Linked DNA regions of Columba livia: region 1 is linked to region 2. The links are chromatin contacts, called in public Hi-C maps. All regions are on one chromosome and are shown on one strand. Each heading gives the region's core, a stretch centred on a gene start, on an enhancer-like site or on the middle of the called end of the contact. The rest is flanking DNA. Distances are from core to core; before and after follow the strand shown. Region 1 overlaps ATXN1 (ataxin 1). Region 2 overlaps ATXN1 (ataxin 1).

Region 1 (5,954 bases), core at 735-3,234, 50 kb after region 2:
GGCCAGATCACAGCAGAGATCCAAGAAAATTTAGGAAGACTGGTAGCAGGAAATTTGAAAATCATCCCTGATTCACAGAGGAGATAGACAAGACCTAACCAAAGAGGTGAAACAGCTTCACAGTTCTACAAACCAGGAGATGCAAAGGAAGAAGCATTTGACCAGATCTACTAGTTCATCTTTGACTACTTCATCATCAAGTGTTGCTCACAACAGAGTCAGGCTAACTCGCATCAGGGTAGCTGGTGGAGAAAAAGGGAAAGAGAATCCAGAGGAAGGAAATACAAAATCTAGGATGTTAGTTCTCTTATTTGTAATAAAGTACAGGGTAAGGTACAGTTTCATTTGGGTGTCAGGGAGACAACAGCAGTTATCAGCAATCTCTACCATATGTTAATGAGTTGGTTTTAAACTAGATGTTCAACTCTTAAGCCATTAGTATGAAGTTAAAATCTTGTATTAACTGAATGACCACGCTCACAATATTCATACGGTACTCTTTTTACTTGCACAAATATTGACAGAAATATCTGTATCAGCATCTCTGGGCCCAAACATTTTACTCAAAAGTTCAATCTCAATTAATAAGAACATTGCCTCCGTTTGTTGAGGCAAGAAATAGTCCTGAGCCAAATCTGTAGTCCTTGGGCACAATCTCTTCTGAAGTCACAGGCAATGCTGCCTGAGCCAGTCTTTGGGGAAATGCTACTAGGTCTGAAGCGGAAGGTGGACAGAAGGTGGTTTGGGCAATCCACAGGCAGACACACCACCTCTGGGCAGGTGGGTGAAGACCAGGCCGATTCACCATCCAGCAGCAATTTGGCTGCCTCTGTAAAATGAATCTGACACCGCTGCTCAGGATACAGGTCCCTCCACAACAGCTATGATGGTCTGTAGAATGATCTGCCAAGGACAACTCCCAGGTGTGTAAGTGAACCTTTCAGATGGCAGGTGAGGCATTCTGCTCACAGTCATATTCCTTTACTGATTCTTATGCAAGATTTGTTTTCAGCAACGCATATAACAGCACAACCTGAGATATCTTGAGTCATTAAAAAAAAATAAACAGGATCAAAAATAAATTTAAAAAAAACCACAAAAAAACAGAAAAATGGTTCAATGACCTTCTGTTTGTTTTTGGTTTATTTTACTATCCTCCTTACTTAACTGTATTTTATAAAAAAAATCAAAATTTTATCTTTTACCTTCTTGTATCTTTTCTTTTAAAACATGACACATTTTGTAGAAAGAAAAAAAATCCAAGAAGCAAAATATAACTTATTTTTGTATTAAAAAAAAATTAAAAGCAATCACCCAAGCTACAGCAAAAATACAGACAGATAGAAAGCAACTGTGTTCATATTCAAATTCTGTACTTTAGGCCATCTTTGATCAACTTGATTAATATTCTTTTCAAAAGATTTTATAGCTGGTGTACTTCATGAACACAATTAAAGCAGATTAATCTGTTCTGAATTCTGTGTTTCATAAATTACTGTTCCTCTGATTAATTTTACAAAAAACACATGTAACTATGTAAAAATGCGTTTTTCTCATTGATAAAACAAGCCTGTGACACAGCTTCAGTACTGGCCAAAAGATATCACTGTAAATATCTAATAAATCAGCAAGCCTGATGATGCAATGTCATGTGGGCTAATACACAAAATACTACCACTTCTTACTCAAGTAGGAGAAAGCCCAGTTCTCAGCTTACAGCACCAGCTTGGCCAAAATGCAATTCTTCAGGTAGCAGCATCTATGGGATAATGCCACCAGCTAGTCAAAGGGACTGCAGCTGATCCACAAACCTGCCTCTACTGAAGCCAACAACAAGATTTTAATCAAATTCAAACAGCACGGTTTCACACAGCTGAATTTCAGAGATGCTGGGTCTGAACAGGACCCATCTGACTCCTGATCTGCAGGAGAGACTGACTTTGACCTCTCCCAGGACTACCATGAGCAGCCTGAGGTCACTTCACCCCATAAATCCCCTCGGCTGGCGCTGCAGCTGAGCGTCGCTGAACGCAGGTACCCTCTGGGAACACTGGGATGTTGTAATTAGCAGCGAGACTTGTAATGCATTCCCTGGCTAGAAACAAGGGTTGCTGTGGCCACTAGAGTAAAAGAATGTGAAAAGGGACTGGGGAAGAATTAAAAACAAAACAAAACAAATCGAACAGGTAACAGTGGAGAAAACACAGTGATAATCTATTTAAATATAATAACTCATATTAATACAACAACTATCAGTATCAGCTGAACTGTCAAACAGGTATTACAAGAAACAGTGGGTTTTTTTTTTTAATAATAACATTTCCTTTAAATTATTATTTCAGTGGAGAGGAGAACTGATACACAGGAGATATCCCTGACACAAGCTTCTGCTTCTTGACGTCTAAATTATGCTAGGGTTTGGGGTTGGGTTTTTTTTGGAGAAATGAAGTATTTAACATCCTGTTTGCAGTGCAACACTAATCTAAACCCCTCTTTTATTTTTTGTCAAATGCTGCATCCCTCACGTTAAGCTTACCATTAACTGTGAGCTGTTAACATGTCTTAGTGCGGTTTCAGTGCTCCTATGGCAAGGCTAAACAGCATTTAGAATACAATGATATCCCCAGGCCTGCACTGTAGTTTCTGAAGCACAGATTAAGCACGGTATTCTGCTCAACAAGCTCATCACTGTTAAGTAACTCATCAGAAAATAAAGAGGGAATTATCAAATGGGAATTGCCAAGTAATTAGTTCTCTGAAGCAGATGACATACAACTGTTAAAGGGAGGGGCTTCCCTGTTAGTCATATGTCAGAGTAGAGCCTACTAATCTGTAAATAAAAATGTATTACATATGATTCGTGCTATGGGTTTTTAACCACTAGTGGTAGATGGAGAATAAACTTACAACTTCTTCTAGTACATTTATCTACTAGGATTTTTTTCCCTCTTGTATACACTGAATTTTCAAACCATTCTGGATCTACTTGCTGTCAAGAGTATCTGGGGAAAGCTCTTAACATGACACAGTAACAGGTAGGGGATGAGCTCAGGGGCTAAGGAAGAGGAGAAACACTTTTACTATCATACTAGTTTGAAAAATCACTCTCTACTCAGTTACTACACTTAGCACTGAAAAGGAACAGCACCAATGAGAAAATGTTCACTAGCATAAAAATTCCCAGAATGGGAAAGGAGGATTAAGGCCAGCTTTTTGAAATTATTCTTCTCCGTTAAAGACTAACTTTCTCTAAGTAGCTGGCCTCACAGAAATGCTACATTTACAAAACTACAAGGGCCTTCACGCGTGGGTACCTGACAAACAAAAATGTGGTAACAGTCACAACCACGCTCCAATATGAGTGAGAAACATTTCAACATTTGCACTTTTTATAGAGCAAAGAGTGACTCAATAAATCCTTAAGTCAGGTTTGCAGCTAGTCCCAAAATGGGTTGATCGCTGCTAAGTAACTGATCAGAAAATAAAGAAGGATTTTTCAGACTTGGGGGTTGCCTCCATCGCAGCATTTCACCAGGAAGAACTCTTCAGCTAACACACTCAAACCCAGACGCTGCCACTCGGGCTAACTTTCAACCAAAACCATACCCCTGGTACTGAGGGCTAACTGTGACCCAAAACCACACCTCTGGCACCAAGGCATGGCAAAACCCACCAGTATGACCCTGCTCAACACACACAGCTGAGGGGAGGGCGGGAGGAGGGTGCACACGGATGCTGAGGCTCATACACAGCCAAATGTCGCAGCGAGTCATCTCACCGCCTTCAGCCCCCAGCACCTAGAAGTTCTCCGTCTCTCTGATATACTACTCTAATATCCGAAAGACCGTGCTTTAAAGTGACACCAACAAGTTACAGCACGTGGGACAGCAAGTCTCTTATTCCACTTGCAGATATATACTTTTAAAACAGAAGCGGGAAGGTGAATCAAACCTCAGATCTTGGCTTATATTGTTAGGAACACACGCCCCGTGTTTTTATGTAGAAAGAACACTACACCCAACTCCATTTACACTTTAAACTGTTACAAAACTGCCAATCAGTCAGACATCAGATCTCCAGCATCTGCTGAAGGAACAACAGAGCAAAAATGTGAAAGATCAGGGCTGAGGTGATGTAGTAGGGCTGAGGGGATGGCAAAGCCTCATTTCTAACATGTCAGTCTGCACTCACATCACTTTGTGTAATTTACCTTACAGTTATTCACCTACATACAAAACAAACAATTAAAAAAAAAAAATCTAATTGCTATCCAATTATACCTAGTACATATCACCTGTGCTACTAATACATTCAAAATCTCCATAATGTACCTTCTTTTAGCCCTACAGCCATTATAGTAGGCCTTAGTGAACAGTATGAGAAGGAAGAAATAAAAACAGCTCGGATAAAAGGACATCAATGTTGCAGTCAAAAAGCCACCACTGGACACACTAATATAGAGATGGATTAGCTCTTTTTATGTTCACTACAAAGTATTTTAAAAGGACAGATTGTTGTCCATTTACAGGGAGTAGTAGCCAGAAGTCTGCAGGAAAGAGAAATTATGTCTTACATAAAGAATAAGTCACATTAGGTAGTGTACAAACTTACTTACGGAAAATTCAGCAAAAAAAAAAAAGTTCTTACAAATGGGCTGCAGCTGTAAATTCAACCCAATACTATAGTATGATGAACAGATACCAAGTGACTCAACAGTGGAAAAGATTAATAAGAACTTTTTACTTGTTAAAATATCCAGTGTCTCACACAAAATCCTGTCAACACAACTGTTTAAAAGAAAGCATTGAGTCCTTTGCCTACGTGGAAGGAGGAAGTGCACACTCTGAACAAATAAAAATAACTCTATGTTTCATAGAGCAGGCTAAAATCAACTAAAGTCATGATTAAAAAAAAAAATAAATAAAGCCATATATCTATTTATTTAATTAATTTTACTTTTACTGATCCTTATTCAGGCAGGATGCTTAGAAGGCTCTGCAAGGAGGCTGGCTGAACCGGAAGGGTGACCACACCACCACACCTGGAGTTTGCACGCAACAGCAACATTACTCCCCGAAGCCATGTGAGTCCTCATGCGAGTAAAGCCGTGAGCACACATGTAGGGCCATCAGGCCCTAAGTAAGGTTTCTGAGATCTGATTTTGCATGCGTTCAAACGCGTCTCACGTTTGGTCCCTCAGACAGACTCTGTGGTAATAACCCAGGTCTGCCTGAAATGGAGAGGGGCTGTCATGACCTTTACCCTGAAACAAATGCGAAAGCGGGAAGTACAATGGATCTGAGTGTGGGATGCTCCATCTCCAGCTGCAGGACCTCCCCGTGGCTGCACGGCACCTGGTCACGTTTCTTTCACATGTCACTACCGTGAACTCCCACCTGGTACACCCAGTGACGGAGAGATTTATAAGCAGGCAGCCTCTACCCCAATAACTTTTATTTCACTTATTTGGCTGTACAGTGTGCCTTGATCGTTCTCTATAGAAAATGAGAACTAACTAACGAGGCCAACAGAGGTACCCCAAACTCAGTGACTAAAATGTCCAACAAGAAAAAATAGAAGCCAAAACAAATCTTATCTAAGGTCCTAAAACACAACACTGTACTTCAAGCTGCTCTGGTACAGAAAAAGGTGGTATAGTACTATGCACTTGTCATGCCTCTGCACCCGATTTAAATAGGTTATATTTTTATCAAAAATATTTGCTTAACATCTACTACACTCTTTTTCAGGCAATCATAAGAAATGCTAGATGCTAAAACACTCGAGGTGACTTCACAGTACATTGTGGATAACACGATTTGATTATTCATAGGATTTGACCACTACACTATGAACTATTACTTCTTCTAATTGATACATATAAGCCTTTCCTGTAGTAATCACTTCTGCAAATAAATACAATTTCATACAAGGCACGAGCTAATTCTGAAAAA
Region 2 (6,261 bases), core at 2,300-4,799:
CGAGTCTCCAGCAAGCAAACATATTATCAAAGCCTCATTTCCACTTAACACAAGTTGCTTTGGGAACTAATGCAGATGACTTGAGGAGAAAACACAAACAAACAAACAACCTCTTTTTCCATTAGCCAGAGGGAAGAAAGGAAAAAAAAATAACACACACAAAAAAAGAAAAAGAAACATTCGAACCAGTGCCATCTTTGTTGAAGAACTCCACTAAACTAATGCTTTAGAAGAGCTGAAGAGCATGGACAAGGGACAATTTGTGACTGATCACTGCCGTCTGAACATGGCATGCTGACAGCTGAAAGAAGAGCAGAGAAAGGCAAAATATAACAGGCATGTGTTTAACCCGGGCAGGCTCAGTCCCCTGTATTCACTCCCTGCGAAAAATACAAGGCAAGAGAAGGTCGGTCCCTCTGCCCGCTCAGCTCAGCGCCCACGTAACTCCCTGGCACATACCACAGGACCTTTTCCAGGCACATAAAAGGTGGCATTAAAAAAAAAAGAATCAAGAAAGGGCAGGAGTAGTGGTACAATTTAACAGATATTAAAAAGCTTCTCTTGCCACCAAGGAAATCTCCCTTTCTTTAATGATCAGCCAATGAGCTCCTGCACCCTCCAATACAAAGAAAACTAAACAAGATTAAACAATTTTGTGACTGCAGAGAGCTGATCGAATGATTATAAAGGCCACAGAGATGCTACAAAGATACCTTCCCCTGAACTTCAACATGCGCCTCCTCTGAGAGCAACAAGAAGGCAGCTGTGAAAGGAAAATCACACACGTTATCCTTGTCTGACGTCAATGAAAAAAGACAGGAATAAAAGTATTTTGATTTATGCTCTGCAGAGCTGAAAAGGACTGGGTGCCACCAGAAGAGTGGGATGGAGAGAAAGCAGAGGTGGGCTGAACGCAATCACATGTGGGTCACTGTGGGGCACCTCTCTCTCTCCCACCCGTTTGGCCAGGACTGTCACCCTACACCTGGACGAGGGCTCGCTCCAGAAAGGAAAGTAATTCCCCACCTGAACCACAGGGGCGGGTGCAGAGAGGGGAGGGTAAGGACCAGAGCCCCTGAAGGCTGTAGAGCAGCATTTTCAAACAGATTTGCATTAATACCTCATTTCACAACTACAGAAATCGCCTCAGATTCCTACTGAAAGAGTCTTGTACTCATGTTTGGGCTCACAGTCCCTAGAGCAAGACCTGCACAGGCAAAGGAGTTGGCTACGCTGATTTGTAAAAGTTTGGAACTTTTAGGATAAATCAGTACAAATGCCTACAGGACTATTACAATTTCCCAAGCAATGGCTCTTGTCCACTGACCAGAAAGGAAATATTTAGCTCCCTGCAGCGAGCCTGTTGATTTCAAAAGAAACTTAATAGCTCTGTTCCTACAAAGCAAATACAGAGCAGTCACCAGGGGCCAGCTATGCTCTCCTCTCTTCTGAAACCTGGTAAGTAACAAATGTCTGCAAATGCCACCAGCCCAGGGTTTTGATATTCTGCAGGTTTGTGGGACTGTATCCCCTGCTTCTTCCATGTTATGTGGGTCTTTTTGATTCTGCAAGTTTCTTACAGTAATTTTGTCTCCTTCAGCACACTTATGGGACAGAACAGAGTAAATAGGTTGATTTTTTTGTTTAAAAAAGAGACTGGTGGTTTTTAAGTTTCATTTATGCAGCAACTTCAGTGGTTCTAAGTTTTACAACTATAACATATTCTCTTTACTAGACAAAAGAGACTCGGAGGTCATTCTTTCCTAATGAGCGATGAAAACAAAAAAAAAAAAGAAGACTAGAGGGAAAAGGTGAGATTTTCCCTGCAACTCACTATTGCCTTTATTTAAAACAAACAAAGTCAGGACAACACAATTTGGCCTCAGTCAAGGAACTCTTAGTTCGGCTGCTATTCAAATATCCAGCGTAATTTGCAACTCTTGTTATGAAAGGGGTCATTACTTTCTTTATACATTTAATTCTACTTGTTCAAGACACACTGATGAAGCAATTAAGGCAGACGTATTACTAAAGCTGCTGTAGAATTTACAGGCTCTGTTAAGCACTTTGGTATTTCAATGAGGTGCTTAAACATAAAAATGAGAACTGTGTATTTAATACAAAAATATCAGTTAAGAATGCTGTAAAATCAGATTACTCATGACATTATCACCAACAGTAACAGAATTGTATATGCATTTTTGTGGTTGTGCGCTGTACATTCTTCAATAGCTTTCTTCTGCAGAGTTCCCATATGATAGAGATTCCAAATTTGGAAATATTCAGGCACATACCTAACTTTCAGGGAGATCAGCCTCATTAGTTTAAACAGGGTTTAACCCTTATAAATGTTAGAATGATTGCCTGTTTTCAGAATTGGACCTCATGGGGCCCATTTTCAAAAGGTAAGTGCATTACATATTTTTACTGCTGTTTCTGGGTTTGCTATTAAAGTTCTCTCCTTCCCTCTCCCATCTGCTTTTATTGCTTTTGACAGAAACATCACGACAGTCTGAGGTAAATAATGATTAATTTAATTACAAACTGCCTGTAACTTATGACGAGACCCTCCAGTCACTTACCTCAAATCATATGAGTGTTCCAACATGCAATTGTAGATCTTTTTCCCCCTCTCTCACAGGAGATGTTGCAGCCTTTTTCTGATGTTTTGCATTAAAACTCTTTCCCTGTGCTCCAGGATCTTAAACAAAAACAAAACAAGAAAACACTCAGAATGAAAATGTCAGTTCAAGTGATTGGTGGGTGGCTCAGGGGAAATCCCTGACCTTTCTGCAATGTATATTTCATTATTTAAAGCAAGTGTGATAACTCTCCCCAGCAGAAGCAGCATGAACACTCTTCTGTGGGTTGTACCTAAAAAAAAAACCACACAAAAAACCCACAACAAAAACAAACACCAAATCCCAACTATTTTAGACCACTCAAAAACATGTTATTTTTAAAATCTGCATGACAGCACACTACAAAGTATCCATTGAAAAGCACAATCCAGTATACACTAGATTCTACAAATTTATGAAGGTGAGAAGCGAAGAAAGCCCTGAGATACAAATCAGAAGAAAATTCATTGTGTAAAGTATCAAACTGTTAAACGGGGGAGCAATCGTCGGTTTGATTATTATTACTACCACTGTTATTACCACTAATAATATGTATACGGCCAACTCCCTAAATCTTCCCTGAGTTACTGTAGTATTTCTGTAGTAGCAGCATGGGGGAAGTAGTAGCCGTGCTGGAGCAGCAACGCAGCGTTAGCACCACAAAACCCAGCCCAGCTGAGGAGAGAGGAAGGAAGGGAGGAGGAGCGACCAGGCCAATGAGTAAGAGAAACTGGCAGGCCTCTAACACAATCAATTTTGACATTCTCCACCATCGCCAAAAAAGGTCTGAAGGGTTTCAAATGTTCAGCGAGTGCTGCCACCACAACACTTTCTCACCACCCCCTGTTTCGCCCTCCTCCCTCTCCCGTACCTGCAGCAAGGCAGGCCAGGAGCTGGTCAGGCACAGAAGCCTCCAAAATCAGGCTCTGGCAGCAGGAAAATCCCCTGGCTACCAGAAGCAAACGCTGCCAGCCAGTGCAGAGTTCACTTTCCCTCTGAGAGAGCGGTCTGGCATTTGCGCGGCCCCTCCGGATTACAGGCATCCCAGTTATTTCTCTACAAACAATTTTGAGGATCAACAACGATATTCATTCCTGCACTGTAAAAAGCCTGAAAGGCAAATCGTTCCCGGGGCTACACCTGTGACTACCGCCACTGAAGCCAACAAACTTTGACAACACGGCAAAGAGCAAGATTTGACCTTGTGTACATGTAAGCCAGACTACTTTGGTTTTCTTCCTCAGTTAGGACAGACAGACAGCTCTGAATAATATGTTCCATTGCTTTTAAGAAATAGAGACATTATCCACAGCCTTCTGTGGCTGTAGGTACTTCAGAAAATACAACTTTTCCAAAAGCAGTCAGAAATACAGAAATTACAGCTTTCTACATCACAGTTTATTTCTACACACCCTGCCGGAGAAAGCACAACGTAAAACTCAGAGCAAAGACCAACACACAAATAAAGGGGAAAATGGGCTTCCCTTGACATGTGCACAGAGGCTGCGCCTACGTCACCACTCCCCAAAGCTGCTCACAGTAGAAACAAATCCAAAATACTCCATTTAAACGACCCTGCTCCCCCACTCCGCCGTGCTTGTTCTCACTTACGTGGTGTTGCTGCCTGCTTCGAGGAGCCTGCTCTCACTCCACGTGAGTAAAGGTTGCAACAGCCAAGCCTGCAGACTTGCAGGAAGAGGGCACAGCCCTCTGAAGCAGTGACACAAATCCACAGAAGGCTGGAAGTTCAGCGTGAAATGAGGACACTCCATCCATGACTCATGCCACCTAGGAACCATTCTTAATTTAAGCAAAAGTGTTAAAGGGATTATTTTATGGAGTGTCACCCTGCTGAATCAACTAGGTTCTGCCTCTCGTTTTTTTTCCCTGACTCAAATACAAGGTGCCCAGGGATTCTATTTTAAAATCAAAATCGGCATAAATTCCTCCTGTTCTCACATATTTAGATTTTTAATGCTCTGATTAAAGAGACAAACAATGTTGTTTGAGGGACAGATTCCCAGCTATTCTCTAGGCTTTTTGCATGACCTATGGGCAAATGCTACAGGACACTTCCTGAAGGGCTGAAATAGCTCTGAATGACACTCAAGCTTCTACAGTGCAACTAAAGTATAAGAGTTTGGCTACTAATGCACATTGTCACTTAACCCAAATTTTCCTGTGCCTCAGTTTCCCTTTCCTCTACAGCAAAAATAACAGTATTCCCCCATCTCAGAGGGCTGACGTGAGGAATGCAACACCCACGCTGATTTAGTGGATAATCTGGTAACGTGGACAAAGTTAAAGATCTCTTAACTCATGTGGGGCTGAAACATCACATCCGCAGAAAAAGACCCTGTGAAACAAAACAAGGAGTGAGTCATCAGCACGTCCCTCAGATTGTTTTGCTGGATAGTCATTTCACTAGTACGACTCCCTTCTCCTGGGTGCTCCCAGCAAGCGTGGGGGAGACTGAATGGATTCACTGTAGTGACATAACAGCTTTACAGCTGCTGAAAAAAGGCCTATTGTAGCCCTGCATTTTACTATCTCGAGTAGCATACATTAATTTGCTGTACAGCTTCCATTACCCATCTGATCCTTATAGAAACAGGAGCAGCAAACCAAGGTTTGCCAAATTAAAATATATTTAACTGTGATGAAGGAAATGTTTGGTTTTCTAAAAAAAAGGTAGCAATTTATACAGCAGATGATAAAACACTAAAGATCCAGTGTAACAAACATACTTCAAACCAAACTGGTTCTGCTTTTTTTTTTTTCCTACCGTGAGCCAAATTTCACAATCAGAAAGCAGTGGCAGGTCTGCCACATGCACGTGTGCTTTTCCTGCAGACCCTATCTACTCGTGGCTTGCACCTCTGTGCATTTCTGGTATTTGCTCAGTAACCTGAATGGTTTCAAAAACAACTGTGAACTCAATACAGAACTACTCAGTCACATATACAAAGCCTCATTCAACAGTCAAATATGCTGGACTTGGCAAAAATCACATATGAGTAGATTTGACAGCCCATTTCTAAATGTCTTGATTTTTCTCTGTAGCGTCTGGACTCAAGTCAGGGAGGAAGGACAGTCCTGATTTAGACACATTCCTCCCAGCATCCTACTCCACTCTCCCCCTTCTGGAGAAATGAATGCAACTTCAAACAAATTACAGGAGCATTTTGTTAGCTCTTTCATTTTTCCCAGCGCCATAAATGAGGCGGTGCTTGGCTTCTCTAGCCCCCAGCAGAGCTAGATGAAATAAAAAATCTCCCTTCCTCCTCCAATACAAGTAACATTAACCCTGCCAGCTGCAAAGCAGCTGAATTCAGCCAAGGTCCCTTGAAAACAGCAGCACATCACACCTCACACATGCTGTACTGCTAACCCCTAAGAATTAAATGATGCTCGACCAGCACTTCTCCTCAAAACGTAGTACTTCCCTCAAAAGCTACAAGACTGGACAAAAATCACGAGGTCTTTTTCTCTGCCTGCTGGCTTTGGAGTCATAGGAATGCAACAGGTGTGCTGGTACACACTCAGAAGGCAGAAATAATCTGCTTTTTAAGAAAAGAAAACCTGAAATATCACGACAATAGCAACCTGATAAAATGTCACCAGTGGAACCCCTCCTTCC

Evidence for each region. Hi-C and Micro-C count contacts between places; a contact is called where the count stands out from the background.
Region 1: a contact with region 2 is called in a Hi-C map of liver, with 1.6 times the contacts expected there. The contact joins two enhancer-like sites. A contact is called at or near these places in 2 of 2 Hi-C or Micro-C datasets (crop and liver).

Annotation. Positions count from the first base shown.
Region 1 is chr2:68,717,952-68,723,905 of bColLiv1.pat.W.v2, forward strand. All of the region lies in intron 8 of ATXN1 (ataxin 1), which reads right to left. Among named protein-coding and RNA genes, the nearest start is that of STMND1, 130 kb to the right of the region's middle. Within about 2 kb of position 1,985, at least 1 of the 3 cell types and tissues checked has an H3K27ac peak away from gene starts, as active enhancers do.
Region 2 is chr2:68,666,807-68,673,067 of bColLiv1.pat.W.v2, forward strand. It overlaps ATXN1 (ataxin 1), which reads right to left. Exons shown (of 12, transcript XM_065052371.1): 9 at 2,583-2,701. Among named protein-coding and RNA genes, the nearest start is that of STMND1, 190 kb to the right of the region's middle. Within about 2 kb of position 3,550, at least 1 of the 3 cell types and tissues checked has an H3K27ac peak away from gene starts, as active enhancers do.